Regions from separate parts of the Hordeum vulgare genome. Here region 2 is linked to region 1. A link is a contact called in public Hi-C data. All regions are on one chromosome and are shown on one strand. Each heading gives the region's core, a stretch centred on a gene start, on an enhancer-like site or on the middle of the called end of the contact. The rest is flanking DNA. Distances are from core to core; before and after follow the strand shown.

Region 1 (6,850 bases), core at 2,872-5,371:
GCGCTTCCAAATTTGTTTAAGATTTTTCAAAATTGTTTTTCAAATTCGAAAATTATTTATTGCTTCAAATACAAAAGGAAAGGAAAAAAGGAATGAAAAAATGACCGAAAAAAAGAAAATAAACACAAAAGAGAAAACGTAATAGAAAAAAGTAACGAAACTAGGCTGGACTAGTCAGGACGCCGGCCCTGTGCGGTTCAGGAGCCATACTGTATTTCCGTTCTCTTTTTCTGTTTACTATTCACGAATGGCCCGGCCCGAGTGTTGTAAGGTCTGCAGCGAGAGATCCTTTCCGGCTCACTTATGGCGAAAAATAGCATTTTCTTTAACTAGGCAGGTCGAGTTGGACGACACGACGTTTCCTATTTGGCGCGACAAGCATCAATTAATATGCATTTTTATTTACTAGCACCGGCGTTTGTAAAATGGCCGGCCCATCTAGACGTCGGTCGGCGATTTTACTTTTTAAGATTCTTAAAGGTTTTTAAGTATTGATGAACTTTTTTCACTTTCAAAGAATGTTTTGAAGTTTTCTTTGAAAATCGAAGAACCTTATCTAAAATATTTGAATTCTATTAATTTTATAATATCGAAGAACTTTTTGAATTTTATGAACATTTTTTTCAAAATTGATGATTTTTTATAAAAATTGATGAATTTTGTAAAGATTTATGAACTTTTTTTTCAATTCAGTGAACTGATTTTAAAAATACATGAACTTTTTCTCAATTTCTATGATTTTTTTAAAAAAATAATGAAATTTAATGAACTTTTTCCAAATTGGATGAACTTTTCTTTCAATTTAAAGATTTGTTTTTTAAAATTGATGAAGTTTTTTCAAAATTGATGTATCTTTCTTAAAGATATGGACTTTTTTTCAAATGGATGAACCTTTTTCTTTAAATCTGTAATTTTTTGTGATTTTATATTTTGATTTTCATAACAAATAGAAAGTATAAGCTTTTGTTTCTATTGAATCAACAGAAAAAAAAAACCGGATAGCCAGCTAGTGGGCCGGTCCATGCCAGCGATGCTGCAGGCGCCGAATAGTTAACGGCCCCCTGCACCGCTGCATAGGAGCTCCCAGGCAACACGCGTGCTGGACTCCCTGACATAGACACAACATAGTAAGGAAACGGTACTGCCCATCGGTATATTTAACCTATCAACACGTCTGATTTTGTCTATCTTGAGCCTATTTTCAGCAAATTTTTGGGCTAAAAATGTGTCGTGTCCGTGCCGGTACTCGTTAAAACCTCACGGTCCAAGCACAACCCTGGGTAGGCCACATGCCAGCACATGTCGTTTATGGTCATGTTGGGCCAGGCATGCGGGCTATCGGGCCAGCATGCTAAGACCGGCCCAGTTGGTTAGGTTAATGATGCTCAGTCTATTCGAGCACAATCTTTCGCTCAAAAAGGAAGATTCGATTACAATCTTTGGTTGGCTCGTCTTCATGGATTTGATGATGTCCGTTGTCTTTAACTTTGGTTTGATTGGGGGTTTCTTTGCAACGTAGAATTGCAAGTAACAGTTGTTGTTCTGTGTTATGTATGTTTGTCGGGTTGATTGTGGGGTCATAATTTTTTTAACGCATAGTCCGTATGCTGTCTGATCCACCGTTTTTTCCTGAATTTTCAATAATTAACTGAATAATTCAATTTTTTAATTAATTGATGAGGCAAAATTTTGACTTTTGATTTGGAAAACAATCAAGCAGCGAAGAGACTAGGTGGTGTTGTGACGGGACGCCCAAGTCCATTGCAGCCTCATACCCAACGGAGGTCCCGTCGTTCCTCCCCATCTATTCTTCCGGTCGCTCATCGACACTAATGGACCCCCATCGCTGAAGCTGTAGAGCATGACAGGGTGAACAGATGCAGCGAACACGAGCACGAGCATGACAGGGTGAACAGATGCAGCGAACACAAATAGGAGTACTCTCTCTTTCCGGGTGTATAGGGGTACCAGTGGGGAAAACGGCAACTTTTCTTAATTGTTTGTCCAATTTATTTAACTTTCATCATATCCATCTTGATCCGGTGGTCTATTTTCTCCAGTTCTCCACTACCACAAGACGATGCATACAAAAGCTAGGCGCGACTCGTTCCAATTAAGACATCAGTGCACCAGTAGCTCCGAAAAGTGCTTACCACATCAGTGCACCGCAGGTAACGCCATCTGGTGGATCAAGCTTATGGATCCGATCATATGACGTGATTCATAATCATTCTTCAGATACGCAGTTGGATCTTGTAAACAACACACGTCCATGTCAAGAAAAATATACCCGTCCCAAATCTCATTTGCATGAAATAGTATAGCGTGTTACACGGATACTCCATCTCCTTTCCGGTCCTTATCGATCGACCGGCCCCATGCTTGACCCGCTGACCCAGCACTTGCCACATTATTCTACACACAGTCACGCATGACACATACCCAATTGATTAATTGAAGACGACGACGACGACCAATACTTACACGAATTTCGGCTTGTTCAACTGCTGCCTGATTTGGGCATGCACGCGACGATACGTTACTAGTAGTTGTGGTTCTAGTTCTTGATTTGGGCAAGCATGCAGCGCACGTCCTTGGCGGCGGGCCGCTCCTTGGGGTCGTCGGCGGTGCAGAAGACGGCGATGCGCAGCACCAGCAGGATCTGCTCCTCGTGCCCGGCGCCGGCGATGGCGGGGTCGATGGCCTCCGCGTAGTCGCCGTTCTGCACCACCCGGCGCAGCCACTTGACGAGCCCGACCTCGTCCACCTCCGTCACGAAGAACTGGTCCGTCGGCTCCTTGCCCGTCGCCAGCACCGCCAGGATCACCCCGAAGCTGAAGATGTCGCACTTGGCCGTGAACTTGTACGTCTGGTGGTACTCCGGCGCGATGTACCCCATGGTGCCGGCGACGTGCGACGTCGACACGTGGGTGTGATCGTCCGGCATCGCCTTGGCCAGCCCGAAGTCGGCGATGCGGGCCTCCATGTCGTCGTCCAGCAGGATGTTGGCCGGCTTCAGGTCGCGGTGGATGATCTGCGGCTGCTGCAGCACGTGCAGGTACTCCAGCCCCGACGCGATGCCCACCGCCACGCGGAGGCGCGCCGGCCACGCCAGCCGCACCCCGCCGTCGCCGCCGCCCTCCTCCAGCTCTGATGGCGTCGGCTTGAGCGCGTTGTGCAGGCTGCCGTTCTTCATGTACTCGTACACGAGGTAGTGGCAGTCCGGCCGCGGCACGTGCGCCGCCAGCGGCAGGAGGTTGCGGTGCCGGATGTGCCCCACCGTGCGGATCTCCGACTGTATCTGCCGCGACCACTTGTCCAGCTGCCGGCTCTCCTCGTCGCTCAGGTTGTTGTTCTGCCCGTGGCCGTCGCCCACCTGCTTCTTGATCTTCTTGATGGCGATGAACTTGGGCTCCTCCCCCTCGGTCTCCACGGGGAGCTGCGCCTTGAACACCTCGCCGCACCCGCCGCGCCCGATCACGGCCAGAGAGGAAAGCATGTCCTCCTTCTCCAGGAACGCCAGGTGGTCCGCTCGCTTGATCAGCTTCGGGGTGAAGATCACCATGCCGGACTTGTTCCGGTACCGCCCGCGGATGCAGTTGAGCGCCAGCCGGAACAGCACGGACACGCCCAGCCCCGAGATGACGCCGGCGAGGGACCCGACCACGAACCCTATGATCCAGTTGCGCACCCTGTGCTTGTGGCTCCGGTGGTGCTTGCCCTGCTCGGCCGCCGGTGGCGCCGACGGAAAGGTGCCGTTGTTTGCCGCCGGCGACGAGGTGCGGTTCTTCTGTTTTCCACCGCCGACGGTCGAGTTGGGGGCGTTCTCCGCGAGGACGTACCGGTGCGGCACCCCGGTCCGGCGGTGGTGCACATGCCGGATCCCCGGACGGGACCGGCGGGCCATGGCAGAGCGCATGACGGCGTGGCGGCTGTCATAGCACTGGACAGCTGAGACGAGGAGGAGGAGCGTGGCGAGAGAGACGAGGAAGAGGACGGGACGCTTGCTCGGCGTACCTGCCGCTAACGCCATTGTCACCAAACGTTTAGCTCGTTGCTCGTGTGGGGAGGAAGGTTCCGGCTTATGTGGGGGACGGGGTGGGTGGAGACTGGAGAGCAGAGCTATTAATAATGGCCTAGTTGGGGATTACCGTGTGGAAACAATGCACGGCTACGATGCGTTTGTGGAATGGATGGACGTGCCAGATTGGCGTGAGGGGGACATATCGCGACCGGCCCGGTCTTATTGGCGGGAAACGACCGTTGACTCGAGGCAAGTCAAGAACCGGCCAGCACGGCGAGGGAGGAATGAAAATGACTATTACGGTCATTTTTCTTTTTATGAAAATGACTATTGTGCCCCTAAAAATCTGGAAAGATTCTCACGTCCCATGAGCGTGGATTTTTTTTTCTCCCGGGCTTCATGTGTGGGTGTGTTTTTCAGAACATCTTAAAATCTAATTTAAATATATATATGCAAGTCATCACATCATCAAAAATGGCGTGGAGTATTATTCGCATACATTCTTTTTTATATAATTCCATTGTTATAAATTTCTATAGAAATATGACGGTGTCCCGTCTAAGGGGCCTTCTCACCACATCGACTCACAGCCTGTCCCACCGGGCTAAGGACTCCTTGTCGATTCCGCCCTAGACAAGTTGAGCGGGTCGTGGCACATATGAAAAAGATTTCAGAAGGCTTGTCGTGCAAGACCAGATGCTCGATTCATGGAGGAATCTACCTCCTCATATGTATCCTTGTCGGTTTGGCCCTCTCAAGTTTCATCGTTGCGCTTAGAGTTGTATAGGTGGTCGATAAAACTTGAAAGAATATTAATTCTATCTTTAGCACCTAGTTGGGTTTAACATTCTTATTTATTAAAAGGCTACAAACGAACACCTACACTTGTGGGTTATCAGGCACCACACCGTACACGTCACCACATAATGCCCAAGCCCTTGCAAAAATAATACACCGAATAAAAACATCGACTCAGTATGCGAACGATTCGTATACCCAACATGTAAAAATAAATAAATGAAAGGTAGATGCTGTGGAGATTTATTAGCTACGGAGTTTGAGAGATAATCAACATTAATTACAAAGCAAATGATCATTTAGAAAAAAAACTTCGACCTCAATCGTCGAAAGGAATCAATTGGAGGTGTTTTTGCCCTCATACGGGCACGCGTACGACCGAGTGCGTTCGTATGGAACGCTGTCGTTGGTTTTGGTAATTAATATCCTCCGTCACTAATACTTGTGATCTGCCTAGTATTTTCTGTGAAGAGGAACGGGTAGTTGCAACACAATGCGGGAAATTATTATCCTTAGTTAAGAAACCAAGGTTTATCGAACCAATAGGAATATCAATCATCAATCGTCTTCAGCTGATGCACATAAAATAGAAAACAACTTGGACCCAACGCGAGCAAGAGGGTTGTCAATCCTCTTGATCTTGTTATTTGCAAGCGAATGAGGTGTGTATAATTGTAAATTGCAAAATAAAATAAAAGAAAAATAAGAACAACGAGGAAATTATAAGTTTTCTGAATATATAAGTGAATAAACCCGGGGGGCCATAGTGTTCTCTAGTGGCATCTCTCATGAAAGCAACATACGGTGGGTAAACAAATTACTGTTGGGCAATTGAGAGAAAGCGGATAGTTATGTGATTTTCACGGCAATTATCATGTGAATATAGGCATCACATCCATAAGAAATAGGCCGATTCCTGCCTACACCTACTACTATTACTCCACTTCAAGAGCGCTTCTATGTTTGCATCTCTACGTATTAAGTTCATGACAAACAGGGTAATGCATGGAGAACGATGACATGATGTAGACAAAGTAAACTCAACTAATATGAATAAACTCCATCATTTTATCCTTAGTGGCAACAACACTCAAAGTGCGTTACATCGACTAGAGGGGGGGGGGGCGAATAGGCGATTTTTACAATTTCATCACTGAGGAAATTCCTAGTGAGAAAAGTCCTCAGTCATGAACTGAGTGCATCGGAAATAGTACAAAGTCAGAAGTGCAAAAACATCTACTTCAAAGTACTCACCGTGATTTCAGCGATTCGGTTTGCACAAGTCACAAGTATAGATGAAAGTCTTCAACATGCAATTGAGGAAATGAGAGAGTTGAGGAAATAAAACCAGTAGCTTGATGAAGACAGTTGTTGATGACCCAGTTCCAACTGCTGTGATAGTTGCACGTCTGGTTTGGAGCGGCTTGATATTGAAACCAAAGGACACACAATCCCTACCGTATTCTCCTTGAGCTAAGGACACACATGTTGGAAATATGCCCTAGAGGCAATAATAAAGTGGTTATTATTATATTTCCTAGTTCATGATAATTGTCTACTATTCATGCTATAATTGTATTAACCAGAAACCATAATACATGTGTGAATATATAGATCACAATGTGTCCCTAGTGAGCCTCTAGTTGGCTAGCTCGTTAATGAATAGATGGTCATGGTTTCCTAATCATGGACATTGGATGTCATTGATAACGGGATCACATCATTAGGAGAATGATGTGATGGACAAGACCCAATCCTAAGCATAACACTAGATCATATTGTTCGTCTGCTAAAGCTTTTTCAATGTCAAGTATCATTCCTTGGACAATGAGATTGTGCAACTTCCGGATGTCGTAGGAGTGCTTTGGGTGTATCAAATTTCACAACGTATCTGGGTGATTATAAAAGGTGCACTACAGGTATCTCCGAAAGTGTCTGTTGTTGGTACGAATCGAGACTGGGATTTGTCACTCCGTGTGACGGAGAGGTATCTCTGGGCCCACTCGGTAATGCATCATCATACTGAGC
Region 2 (6,382 bases), core at 2,846-5,345, 160 kb after region 1:
AATTATATATACGGAGATGCATCACCCGTTCCCCTTCACGAAAAACCAAACGCAGATCACAATTATCAGTTATCACAAACGGTAAATTAAGAGTTTCACCATGGACACAACCATATATGGGTTTCACTGAACTCCCCTATCATCTTGCAAAGACTAGGGATTTAGGTTTTACTGTAGCCTCAAATTCCCTCAACAACCTAATCCAAACATTGACATTAGTTCCTCCATGGCCAATCACAACAATAGTGCGAGTGTGGCCTCCTCTCAACACTCGCAATGATACTAAGTTGAACATGAACAAGAGCATATTGGATCGCTTGGAATAATCATTCTAATAAAAAAAGAGTTAATCTCTACTAAAATATAAAGGAGAGGTTCATATTACAAGGTAGCATCGTGCCGGTGAAGGGAGAGGGCATGGCGGCGTCGGTGATGATGATGGCGGAAGCCATGGTGATGATGGAGATGGCAGTGCTGGTAGAGGTGTTAGCGCAGTGGTGGATCCCTCTCATCTTTCCCTGAGATTTTCACTCCCTCTATGGTGGTGATGGAGCAACAATGAAGATGAAGATGGATGTGATCTTGGTGAATGATGATTGATGGCGGTGGCTAGGGTTGAGGAGGTGTATATAAGGAGCTTCTCTAGCATCCTCTCTTGATGGGCTTCATCCAAGGGCTCACAATGAGCCAAATCCGCTCCCAATCTTTTCTTTACCAGCCAAGGATCTCGTGGTATCGAACAGGGATGCAATCGGTGTTCTAGGTTGTTCGAAGGTTTGTGTAGTTGAGTAAAGGATAACAACATGTAAGTTATCTACAAATGGACATGGTGTATGTACAGAATCATGGGCGGTCAGAAGGACCTTGGCAAATATTGGGGATTGTCTTGTGAAAAGAGATCGAAAGCAGTATGTGTTTTGGGAGAGACCGGGTGAGTAGAAAATTGGGTGTCGATACGCAGGATGGGCTAGGGCACGAGGCGACACAGTCCAGGAGTGAGTGCATATTGGGGCCGAGCTAGGCTGTGTTCATACACCCCGGTCGTCTAGTAGGTGTGGGTTGCATGCACGCACTTGCAGAGTGCGAGCTAGCCTAGATGTGTCCATTGGTACATGCAATTTGTGGGCTAGATCTTTTTGAGGGGCCATTCGTGGGCTAGATGAGTTGGCTCGTTGGTGGCACAATGCATACGGGGTTGGAACAACTCGAGAGCTATTTCTTGCTTATAGCGAGTCATATATTAATCCCGCATGAAGGAGTTTTGCTAAAAGCCAATCCACTTGTATGTTTTTCCTTTGGTTTCCTTTAAGTTTTTCTTATGGTTTTTTGTTTTGATTTTCAGTATTTTCTTTGGTTTTTCTGCATTTCTCCACTTGTTTTCTTCTTCTTTTCTAAATTTTCCTTTCAATTATTTTTTTGGCTTCAGTTCGTTTCTTCGATTTTTCTTAGGGTTTATGTGTTCCTTAACAAGATTTTTCTCATTTTTTTTCTTTTCTTTCTTCCAGATTTTATTTTTGGATTTTAGTTTCTTTCTATGGGTTGCTACATTCTTCTTCATTTTTTGTCTCTTTTTTCATTTTTCAGCATACTATTGTTTTAGTACAAAATGTACATTTTTTCATATACTTCTGGAACACTTTATTAGTACACACTGAACATTTTGATTTATGTTTTTTTGAATACATTTTTTGAACATTTTTTAACACATGCTTAAAATGAAATAGACGTTGAACATTACTTTGAATCGCACGTCACAATGTTTTGAATTACATGAAATTTTTCTCCAATAAATTCCAGAAACCTGCTTTTTAAACACATGGACATTTTTAAAATTTAGTCACATTTTTCCAATGACTTTACATTAAAAAAATATATAACACTTTTTTGCACTGTATGTTATTTTAAAACAATTCCAGAGGCATTTTTTAAAACGCTACACACATAATTTGAAGGGGAAAAATATTATTTTGATTTACGTGGATTTTCTTGGTTTGTTGTGAAAACATTTTCTTAAGAAACATTTGTTGAAATACATGAACATATATTAAATGTCAATTGTTTTTAACGTAATCTATTTTTTTCAAGTTAAAATATTTTTTCCCATTACATAAACAGTTTTAGAACGTTCAATGAAAGTTTTTTCAAATTTAAGAATTGTTTTAAATTTTAGTAATCAAAATAAAAGTATCAAATAAAAATAATAAAATTGTGGGCGCGAGAGCAGGACTCCTCCGCTGGACCTGCCTATACAGCGAGATTTGCTCCTCCGCTGGACCTGTGCATTTATGGTGGCTCCTGTGGCGGGCGTTAAACAACTAAACAATTAGTACTCCTTGGTGGCTGTGAGCGCATCACTGGGCGCACTCTGAGCCGCCGTCGCCATTCGACGCGTGCTGATGCCTTTTTTAAATTTTATTTTGAAATCTTTTGTACGCTTCTACAATACTTAGATGGATTTCCCCCTTCTTTCGGTTTATCCTGGTTTTCTTAGGTTTTGGACAGAAAATAAATTTTGTCAAAAACCGTATTTTATTTCCTCTCAGAGATATACATTTACTTCTTGTGAATGCATAAATTTGTTCTCGTCAATTGTACCTCTAGGAAAAAAAATACAGGTGTGCCTCTCTGAAATACTAAAAAACACATTATTTTGCTATCGCGAAATGCATAAATTTACTTCTCGCGGAAGCATAAAATTGCTCTCGTGAGAGGCACACATGTCCCTCTAGGAAAATTGAAAATAAAAACATATTATTTCCTACCGCGAGCGGCATAGACTTTCTTTTCATGAAGGCATGGATTTGTTTTCGCGAGGGGCAAAATTGTGCCTCTCGGAGAATGGATAATTATTTTTTTCTCGTGGGAGTCATAAATTTACTTTTCATCCTGCACGGATTTACTTCCGTAAGGCACATGCCTGTACCTCTTCGAAAAGAACAAAAAGGCGTTATTTTTTCACGACAGGAATAGTTGTGCCTTTTCGGAAAGGAAAAAAATTAAAAAAATGTGTTTCATGGAAAACAATTCATAGAAAATTATCATCCTGAGATCTAGTTTTGAAGACGTCAACACGAGGAATTTAAGGTGAAAACGGTTCAAGATTTAGACGCACGGTTTAAGAGATAAAATGTTTTGATAAACAAATCTATGAAAAATAGATAACTTCTAGGTTATGACAACTGACGCACATGTAATATACTAATTTTGACAACCTAAGGAAATAATAGCGACCTTTGCAAAGAGTATGTCTTAATTAACGATTTTAGTAAATTCATGACCATATTCAAATTCATCTCGAGAGCTGCTCCTAAAAGCCTGTTGCGCTGTCTTGTGACCGCTAGGGATATGTCTCGCCCGTACCAATTGCAAGGCATTTTCTATTTAGCGCTGCATGCGCCAATGAACGTGCATTTTGTTAACTGGCGCCTGCAGCATTCTTAAATGTGCCGGCCCATCTAGTCGTCGGATGATGACTTTTTCTGAAAAACTCTATGAATTATTGAATATCGATGAATTTGTTTAAATTTCAATGAATTTTTTAAGAACTTGATGAAGTTTTCTCGGGAAATCGATCAACCTTTTACAAAATATTAAAGTTTTATGAAATTTTCTGAAATGGATGAACATCTATTTAAAATAGACGACTTTGTTTCAGAATTAATGAAAATTTTAAGGTTTTAAACTTTTTTTTCAGTTCAATGAACTTCTTGAAAGAATACATGAACTTTTTTTCAATATCTGTGATTTGTTTTTCAAATTTAGTAAGTTTTTTTACAAATTTATTGTGATTTTTCCATATTTCTGAAGTTTTGTTTCAATTTCAATTAAATTTTAAAAAAATTGATGAAACTTTTTAAAATATATGAATACTTTTTAAAATGGATGAAACTTTTTCTTCAAGTCTGTAAAATATTTTTAGTTTAATATTTTCAGTTTCATAATAAATACAAAATTTGGACGATTTTTCTTTCTGGATTAACGTAAAACAAAATAATAGAATAAAAAAACTGGACTGATTGCGTGCGTCTTAGTGGGCCAGACCGTTGCAGTGAAATTGTAGGCGCTGGATCCTGGGATCTCCAAGAAAACTCTATTTGACGCACTATGCGGCAAATACGCGGGGAACGCACACAAGCTGCCTGCCAGCGACAGGTTTGGGCCGGGCCATAGCAATCCCTGTTTTCGGAACCAGTTTTTTTGCCATTTTTGGGAACTATCTAGAAGATTCCCTGAACTATTTATCATTTTTAGCTTTTTTTTTCTTAGTCTTTTTTTCCTGTTTCTGTTTAAAAATGATTTGGATTTTCAAAAAATGTTTCAGAATTTTCAAAATGTTCTAGAATTGACAAAAATGTTTCAGAATTTGAAAAAATGATCTGAAATTTGAAAAAATGTTCGGTAATTTGAAAACATATTCCGCAATGTGAAAACTGATTCTAAATTTGAATTTTTTTTGCATATTTGCAAAAAATGTTCCGAAATTTGAATTTTTTCCCGATATTCATAAAATGTTACGGAATGTCAAAAAATGTTCCGAAATTTGGAAAAATGTTCCGAATTTGGGAAAATGTTCCGGAATTTGAAAAGGTGTTCCTTAATTTGAAAAAAATGTTCTGCAATTTGAAAAATGTTGCTGAATTTGAAAATTCCAGAACATTTTTTCAAATTCCGCAACACCTTTTCGAATTCCGCAACACCTTTCCAAATTCGGAACATTTTTTCAAATTTCAGAATATTGTTTCAATTTCCGGAACATTTTATGAATATCCGGAACGTTTTTCAAATTCTGGAACATTTTATAAATTTCGGCACATTTTTTCAAATTACCGAACAATTTTTGAGAATCTGAATCAAAATTTCAATTTAGGAACATTTTTCAGATTGCGGAATATTTTTCAAAATACGGAACATTTTTTCAAATTTCAGAACTATTTTTTTCAATTTTAAATATTTCTTTAAATTCCGAAACATTTTTAAACAGAAACAGAAAAAAAAGAATAAAAAAAAGTTAAAAATGAAAACCAGTTCAGGGAATCTTGTAGATAGTTCCCAAAACCGAAGAAAATTTGCTAAAATCCTAGGTTCCGAAAACTGGTATTGCTAATGGGCTGGCCCAAACCTGTCGCTGGCTGACAGCTTCTGTGCGTTTGTCCGCCTATTTGACCCAAAGAGCGTCAAATAGAGTGTTTCCTGGATCGTTACCGGACAACTGGACCGCTGACTAGGAGCTACCCAATTGCAAATACGAATCGCCTAGTGGGAAACAGAGGGCCGGGCCCAATCAGCTCGACTTCTTTTTCTATTTATTTTCCCTTTTTTTCCACTGTTAGAAGTCTAGTTTTCCACAGGTTTTCTATGGATTTCTTCTGTTTTTTATAGTTCTCTGTTTCCGCTGTTCTTTTTATCATCAGATATTGTGGTCTTTTCTTCGGTTTTGTTCTTTTTTTGTCTTAGTTTTCGATCTCACTTTCTTGGTTTTCTGTTTATTTCTTCAGTTTTCACTGATTTTCTCTCGGTTTTATTCCAACACATGTCTACATTTCTCATATGCATTGTACATTTTTATCATATATGTTGGAAATTGTTTTACACATGTTTAAAAGTTTTCAAATCAATGATTATCATTCTTTGAAATATATTTTTGATATCTACTTTTTTCATAAATATTGTAAACTTTTTCTATACAAATAAAACAGTTTTAATTATTTATTTCACATTTTATAAATACATTTTTTCTAAAACATGTTCTGAATGTCGAATACATGTTAAAAAATTAAATATACACTGGGACATTTTTCTAGTGATGAAACCATTTTTTCAAAAATATGCAACATTTGTCACATTGTACAAACATTTTATTTGAAAATGTCAGGAACAAAATTTCCAAACTTCTGAACATCTTTTCAATGTAATATGCATTTTCTAATGTATGATTCATTTTTTCTACAATGTATATTTTTTAATTTCATGTATATTTTTTGATTGACATTGTACATTTTTCATACACATGAGACATATGTTTATGCATTTAACATATTTCAAATGCATGGCTAACATTCATAAATTTATTTAAAGTGGTGCTTATGGTTTATATTTAGAATATTTGGAAATCTAACAAAAGTAAAAAAGAAGAAAAAGAAAAAAAAATGTGAATAAAAACAAAACAAAAAACAACAAAAATAAATACGGCATGATGATGCGACACAGTTACTCAGCCCAATATGTTCTCCGTGCTGGAAAACATGCTGGTGTGCCAAGGGAGCACTCTTGTACGTGGTCGTCTTTTTCTCCTTCCCAAAAAAATCTTCTTCATCCTCTCGCCGGCATCGCCAGCGGTCCATCCCGCCCCTGCTAGCCTTTGGGCCAAGGAGGTGCTCAGGAT

The links. A called contact is a pair of places that touch in the nucleus more often than the background predicts.
Region 2: a Hi-C map of seedling shows a contact between it and region 1, with 6 times the contacts expected there. The contact joins the enhancer-like site here to the promoter of LOC123408237 in region 1. A contact is called at or near these places in 4 of 6 Hi-C or Micro-C datasets (leaf and seedling).

The regions. Positions count from the first base shown.
Region 1 is chr7H:128,132,469-128,139,318 of MorexV3_pseudomolecules_assembly, forward strand. LOC123408237 (leucine-rich repeat receptor-like serine/threonine/tyrosine-protein kinase SOBIR1) reads right to left here and starts at 4,122. Exons shown (of 1, transcript XM_045101391.1): 1 at 2,276-4,122. The coding sequence starts at 4,033. The coding sequence ends at 2,558.
Region 2 is chr7H:128,295,051-128,301,432 of MorexV3_pseudomolecules_assembly, forward strand. No RefSeq gene overlaps it. Among protein-coding and RNA genes, the nearest start is that of LOC123408237, 160 kb to the left of the region's middle. Within about 2 kb of position 4,096, at least 3 of the 3 cell types and tissues checked have open chromatin away from gene starts, as enhancers often do. A contact at or near this core is called in leaf and seedling, where this site is marked.